Regions from separate parts of the Rattus norvegicus genome. Here region 2 is linked to region 1. A link is a contact called in public Hi-C data. All regions are on one chromosome and are shown on one strand. Each heading gives the region's core, a stretch centred on a gene start, on an enhancer-like site or on the middle of the called end of the contact. The rest is flanking DNA. Distances are from core to core; before and after follow the strand shown.

Region 1 (3,514 bases), core at 507-3,006:
CTGTTGGCTCTACCATTCATTTTCCCTCAGATCGGGTTAAGACAACTTGCCATCTACCATTCTTCTGGGCCTTGGCAGTCTGCCCTCAAAAGCTTCAGACAAGATGCAAGAGGACACAACCCTGAAAAAGAAAAACCTCCAACACCCGCAGCGGCCTACAGCCCCAGATGACTCTCTTCACAGACAGAAGCCTACAAACTCCCCCATACCAAGGCAAAATAAACAAGTTACCATCCTCAAGTTACAGAAACCACCACCGCGTTGCCGACCTCACGGGATGTTACCGCACCACATGCTTTCCCTGCAGCCTTTCTTGCACATTGACATGCTGGTCTAGGAGCCGCTATCTATTCTCTCCACAACGCAATGCCTGCTCGCCTCCTCCGCGTTGACAAGCCAAGACGCCAGCTAGCTTCATCACCAACTCGAACTGGCTCCACCTTCCCGGAATCCTCTTTTCTAGCTTCACCACATCATTTCGGCTCCTTCTTCCTAGCTTCCTCCAACGAACCGCACTGTTTCCTGGGCTATCTTCACCATGACCTGCTGCTGCTGGCTGCTCAGTCCTTCCTAGCTTCACCAAACTGGCTTCGGGACTCCTGTCTTCCTAGGTTCACTGAATCCACTTCTGTGTAGACCTTGGTCGGCTGCCAATGCTAGTCGTTAACACTTTTAAAGCACCTCAGCTCAAGTCCAATGCAAAATGCTGACAATCTTGAAATTGTTATCAAAAGTCCTTTTGTTCTCAAAACAAAATTAAGCTACAAGTTAAGGCTTCTAATATTCTTCTAACTTTTCAAACGCATTCTGCCTTTTTAATTACTTCAGTTGTAGCTTTGACTGCTAGCTTCACTCTTGTAAAATGGCTGTCTACAGACACTTCTAAACTGCTGGGCTCCATCAGAAACTTGAATTTATGGCTTTAAAAATAATTTCCTTCTGACTTTATTTCTGAGATTTAACCTTATCCAACCTTTTGGTCTTGATCTTATCTTCTTTGCCTATCTTGAATGCTGGCATCCAAAGTTGTCTGAACTTCCTTTTGTCTTTCTATCTTGCTTTTTTTCTATCTTCTAGTTTTCTTCCTACCTGTGTGTTTAAATACCTTTTCTGTCTTCTAATGATTCTTCGGTCTTCTATTTTCCTATCTTCTCTACAGCTTTTCTTCACCTTCCTGAACTTGTCTTCATTTTTCCACTTCCATTTTCTAATCTTCTTTCTCAAAATACTAACCCTACCACTTCCATTCCCCGTTTCCAACTCATGCCTTCGTACATGCGACAGTCGACTCTTATAACGGCCCTTCAACTTACTTTTTTCAATCTTTTTAAACTACATCTCATTTTCAAACTATTATCTACAACTTTACAATTTTAAAAAGCCATTTAGATTCTGTTTAGGTAACCTTCGTTTAAAAGTACACCTAACAAGGCTGACCCTCAAGCTAGAACCTTTGAAACTCCACAATTGCTCCCTTTTACAATCTTCTAAACTACTCTGAATAAACGCCTCAGGTCAGCCTCCATCTGGTGGTACAAAAATTTTTCTCTTTTCCTTTTTCAAATTGTTTAAATAAACCTCCATACTTTTCTTTTAAAATCTTAATATTAAAATATTATTATCTCAGTAAGCTACTCTATTAAGTTTAGAGTTCTAGTTTCCTTTTAAATCTTTTTAAATAGAAACTTATCTGCGAATGCCTCAGGCTGAGTCTCCTGCCTCACCAGGTGCCTGTGCTCGCTGCCTGAATGCCTGACGCAAGGCTCGGAGCTCCCTTTTTATTGCGAAGGGACACGTCACTCCACCGGAACCTAGTAACCCTCCACCGCCTCGGTGAAGGAAGAAAAATAGTTCCTCAGAGAGTTAAAAATAGAGCCCTACTTCCAAGTTTCTAGATTTTTCCTGATGGTGCGTGGGCCTCGGGACCTTGCTAATACAGAGAAATATTAAAGTTGTACCAGCAAGTACAAATAGTTTAAAAGTTTGAGTCACAAGATGAAAAACATGACTAACACAGTTTCCTTTATTTTGTGACTCCCGGAGCGGCAGCCATTTTCATAAACAAAATGGAGGTTTCTCGAAAATGACCTGGCCCTGCGAGTTGTTCCTGAGGTGATAGCACTTTGCTTAGTACTGGCTTAGGCTCGGGATGCTGAGAACATCCACCTGTAGGACGATCTGCAGTCCCCGGCTGCCCACGAGAACTTTATTCTGAGCCTTGGTTAACGAGTGCTTTGGTGCTTGCAAACGTCAGCCATTTAGGCTGCCAGGTCCTCGTTCCAAACTAGCAAAGCCCAGCAGACGACCCCTGACCCAAGGCTGTGGTGCCATGATCTCAGGCTAGCAAAGCGACGGTCGCTGCTTGTGAGGACACAGTGACCTTGGCGGCCATGCGGAGCACAACCCCCACAGCCCCACAGTGGCTGGGTTTCGAGATGTACACTACTTTAGGCTTCCTGTTCTCATGCCTTTCTACAATTACGACGTACAGGAAAGGACGTCCCTAGAAATTAAAGATTTTTTCTTTCTCCAGAGGACCATGGCGAAAGGATCACCAGGCGCAGAGAAGCGGCCCGCGAGGGAGACGGCGGGAAGGAACGCGAATGCCACAGGGACAAGGGGGGTGGGGGTGGGGGGCGGGGGTGGGGACGCGCAAGGATACGCAGGTCGTGAGTCGCCGCCTCCCTTTGTGAAGCGCAGAATCGGGAGCGGGCGGCCGGTCGGGCGCGGCCGGTTCTAACCGGTTCCAGCCGGTCTAGGCAAAGTTGTTGCCGCAGAGCTTCGCTGCGCAGGCGCGCCCCGCCCCGCCCCCAGCGCCTGGATCTAGGTGCGGGAATGACTGGTGTGGGGGCAGGGCGGCTGCCGGTGGCTGTGCTGCCGTTTCCTGGTCGTCCCTTAATGCAACCTACGGGGCCCACTGAGCTGGCTTTTTTTTGGTGTCTATGTCATCCATTAAGTATTACCATACATACTTTGAATGCTTCTACGTTTACTCTATATTCTAGAATTTTCAAGGGAAGCGAGTCTCGGGTTGATCCTGTAACCTGGAGGCTATAACCTCTGTTTTTAGAGAAGCCAGGGGAGTCATGTGAAACAGCGCTCCGGGGCACACAGAAGTCCAGAGCTAGCAATCACAAGACTGGCTGGCGGCACCGACTCCCCAGATCTACGTTCCAGGACCTGCAAATAGGGAGGCTTTAAGAGGATATGGTCAGTAATAACATGAAATTACACGAATACTCTATTCCTAAAACTAAAGGAGAGAGGCCCCCTTATATTGAGGTGGGGCTCTAACCATGGCCAGTTTAAACTCGCTCGCTCACTTGCTTATTTATTTTTCCTGAGACAAGGTTTATCTGTGTAGCCTTGGCTATCCTAGAACCCACTCTGTCGACCAGGCTGGCCTCGAACTCAGGTCCTTATCCAAGTACTGGGATTAAAGCTGTATGCTACCAAGCCCGGGGCTTGTTTATGCAGCTTTCAACTGACCCTTGCAAAGCTGCCCTACTTTTCT
Region 2 (3,514 bases), core at 736-3,235, 47 kb after region 1:
AGAGTAGGGAAGAGTGAGACCACAGAAGAGGAAGCACGGAACCTAGGCAAAGTCCAGAGAGGGCACTGACATCTGAAAAATAAAGTCGTGATCAATGCGGCCCCAAGACGCGCGCCTTCGATCTCCTTGGTCCCCGCCTGGCAGCCAAAACTGTCCGTCTCTCAGCTACCCCTGGCACTCAGGAGTGGGTACAGACAGGCCACACCCAAATTACATACCACCCTGGGCCACAGCTGTCGGCCTAGCCCAGCGAAGCTAAGTCCACTTTCCATAAGACCAGGCCTCATCCCCAGGTGGGTTCACAACCCCTTATCTGGAAAAAAAGCGATTTGCTGGTATTGTCAAGTTCAAAGTCGACCTCCACTGCCACCTAGTCCCTGCCCTCCCTGTCTGTCTTCTTTCATTTTCAGTGCCTCGAGGGCCCAAGAGTCTACTGCTGCTCTGCCACTCACGCTAGGACATTGGCCCCATGTAGGCCTGTGAAACTTGTACCCTCCTGGACGGTACAAGTGCCCCCATGCCAGCAGACGGCAGGGATAGCCTGGTCTTGAAGGCTGCTGGCCCTGTGTTGTTTGACAAGGGCGGTTTGAAAGCTGCCTTCCACATACCCACTGTCCCGAAATCTAGTCTTCTTTATAGTTAGCCCCGCTTCTCCTCCTGCCCCCATCCTAGTAGCTGCCCCTAACTCGGCTAACTCTCTCATCTGAGCCCTGAACTGGCCACTGCCTCCCCTCCAACTAGACCCAAGCCCCGGCCCTCCTTGTCACTAACTCCTGCAGGTGGAGGCCCCAACTTTGGTTTTATAGTCTTGTGTCGCGTCACCCGAACATTGCTAAACGGAACGATTCCTCCACGGACACTTAAAAAAAAAAGTTCCTCCCCGACCTAGCCAAAGGAGCCCACGAGGGGCGGGTCATGGCCTCCATCAACGGCCACTCCCTCAGATTGCTCAACGATCCTTTTCTCCTTGGCGGTGTGTCATGGGATGAAAAACACAACTGAAAATGACACTTGGGAGGTGAATACCACCAGGGATAAGTCCCCTTTGCGGCTGGGGTGGGCAGACGTGACCGCTTCCAGAAGGGTAGGGTCGGCTGTTGGGGGGTAGGGCCACATCAACTGGCTGGGCAGAAAGGAAAAGTACACGGGTCGCCTCAGGTCACCACGCCCCGATGAGGCTCGAAAGTAGGGCCGGCAGAGCGCCTGGAAAATTCCACCGAGTGGCGGAGGGATCTCTGCGGTGGTGAGTCAGGCATGGGGGGTGGGGAGGGCCGGAGCGCATGACTTCTCGGGCGTTGCCACTGCTTGCTGCGGGAGGGAGGGGATGACGTCAGTGCGAGCAGCCGCAGGGTGGGGGTGGGGAAGAATTAGCCCAGCAGCTTGGGTGGAATGCTTAATTGGGTCTGAGGTTAATCTATGCGGGAAAGGTGGTTGGTTGCAAGCTATAGAATGAGTGTGCGTATGTAATGTGTATGATTGAAGAGCGCGCAACACAGATAAGTTGTTTTTTCAAATCATTTTGCTTTTGGGTGTGGTATGGTGAGAAAAATATTTTTAAGCTGCATTTCTCTTTGACAGTTTATGATGGAATCCAGGGAGTGGGTTTAATGACTACTGGGGGAGCCAGGCTGCCTGTCCACTTGGGGTGGGGTTCAGGCCAGGTCCAAAAGCAGACCTTGTCCACTAAACAAGGGTTTAGTGTGGGTTTTGAAAAAGGAAACTGTCGCCACCCATGCCAGTGAGGAGCCAGGACAGTCTGAAACCCACTCCCCGCCCCCCGCCCGCCAAGAGGCATCTCGGCTCTTCTGCCACCTGCCTCCACACACCCCAAAATAAAAAAAAAAAAATCTGGAAGGCCAGCTCAAGTAAGCAAAATGAAAAGGGCAGCTGGCAGAATTACTGCCCGGAAGTCTCCTCCCAGCTCAACACCCACACTACAAACAAAACCACCCTGTGACAACAGGCTCCCTTAGCAACCGGAGGAGGAAAGGAGGGGGTTGTTCTCCTGCCTCTAGCATATGGAATCTGAAGGCAAGGCCAGGCCTCGCCTGCACCCTCCTCCCGTTCCCGGAAAACTGGTGACTCTCTCTCATATGACCAGCAGTACTGAGGGTGATTATGTGGCAAGCGCTGGCTTGTTCGCTGGTTCTTATGCCCCGTAGATTTCTACCCCTCACTCTTCTCCAAGGGCTGACCTAGCCACCTTTTATTTATCTTCCTTTTTTTTTTTTTTTTGAATTCTAGAAAGGGTCTCATAATTGTCCCATACTGGGCTGTACATCTTGGCAATCCTCCTGCCTCAACTTCTAGTGCTGGGATTACATTTACCATTGTGTCTGCCTTTGTCCCCTCTGGTGTAATGTTCCCTGGCATCAGTTCCAGGCGTGGGTGGTGGGTGGTGGTGACGGCCTGCAAGAACAGGGAGTTGCTTGTCAAAATGTTCTAGAAAGCCAGGGGGCGGCTATGAAACCAAGCCGGAGGGGGAGGCTTCCCTGTGGCTTCGCTGGCCTAGACCGTGGAGTCAGTCTTTTTCTTTCTGCCTTTGAGGTGCTTGGGCAATTGTTCAATCACCCTCAGAGCCGATGGTGTTTTCTTTACCTCTGATCTCAAAATTTCCCTTACATATCATTCCTCGGTCCCAGGGACAGCTTTTGAGACTTCTTTTTTTCTTTTTCTTTTAATTAGTAGGAGTAGAGTTCATTGGTGCCACCTAGGGCTGTGTGAAACTGGGCTGCTTGGTCTTGGGCAAATGAAGCATTCCTGTGCTAGCGACCCGGTGACTGTCCCCATTCCTCAAGGGCAATATGGCAGTGTCAGGGGTTCCTGGTTTTCAAGGACAGTTTTCCTTGGGAACAGTGTTTTTGAGGGAGGAGGTGAGAGGGAACAGTGTTTTTGGGGGCTGTGTCCACCTTTTGTTGGTGTCCGTACACCAAGCTCTCTTCCTCCACAGATGACCTCCACCCTGCTGAAGGACAAGGGCAGAGCAACTTCCCCAATGGAGCTGTTTCCTGGAGATGGCTGTAAACAAGGCTGTGGGTGGGGCTGAAGGTGACTCCATCTGAGCTTGCCCTGTGTCTGTGGCAAGTCCCTTCCCAGCCAGCTATGGGATTCTGGGATGGAGGGGAAAGAGCAAAATGGGGTCTCTTTGTAATATCCCATGGTCCTTGGTGGGGGCCCACTCTCCAATATCCTTCTCAAGGACGTGGGCAGCCCCCACTGGCCTTGTCATCCTCTTTGGAAGTCAGCTCAGTCCTGTTGTTTTCAAACACAGGCAGACTCAGGGTTTCCTACAAAAACTCTTGGAATAGTGAGAAGGGACGGTGCTCCAGGTGGGTCCAAAAGGCAGGGCCATGCCAGGATTGCTACCACTAGAGAATATGCCTGAACTCCAGCCCCCCTCCTCCACAGATCCAGTTCCTAGGCTGTAGCGTATTTTTTTAGGTTCCTTGTGCTTCTCTTGGTGCGAGAGCCTCCTCAGCCTGGGCTCCTTCAGAGTCCTGAGACAAGTGGGTCA

Evidence for each region. A called contact is a pair of places that touch in the nucleus more often than the background predicts.
Region 2: a contact with region 1 is called in a Hi-C map of liver, with 3 times the contacts expected there. The contact joins two enhancer-like sites. A contact is called at or near these places in 12 of 12 Hi-C or Micro-C datasets (the A7r5 cell line, the Rat2 cell line, Schwann cells and 7 more) and 1 of 1 datasets of contacts at active chromatin or transcription factors (oligodendrocytes).

The regions. Positions count from the first base shown.
Region 1 is chr1:212,516,270-212,519,783 of GRCr8, forward strand. LOC120097382 (a long non-coding RNA gene) reads left to right here. Exons shown (of 5, transcript XR_010061180.1): 1 at 1-3,210. It overlaps LOC120097381 (a long non-coding RNA gene), which reads right to left. Exons shown (of 2, transcript XR_005494725.2): 2 at 1,037-3,514. Among named protein-coding and RNA genes, the nearest start is that of Scyl1, 29 kb to the left of the region's middle. Within about 2 kb of position 1,757, at least 46 of the 93 cell types and tissues checked have an H3K27ac peak or open chromatin away from gene starts, as enhancers often do. A contact at or near this core is called in Schwann cells and liver, where this site is marked.
Region 2 is chr1:212,562,851-212,566,364 of GRCr8, forward strand. LOC120097382 (a long non-coding RNA gene) reads left to right here. Exons shown (of 5, transcript XR_010061180.1): 3 at 1-1,018; 4 at 1,159-1,243; 5 at 2,951-3,514. Among named protein-coding and RNA genes, the nearest start is that of Frmd8, 29 kb to the right of the region's middle. Within about 2 kb of position 1,986, at least 85 of the 93 cell types and tissues checked have an H3K27ac peak or open chromatin away from gene starts, as enhancers often do. A contact at or near this core is called in Schwann cells and liver, where this site is marked.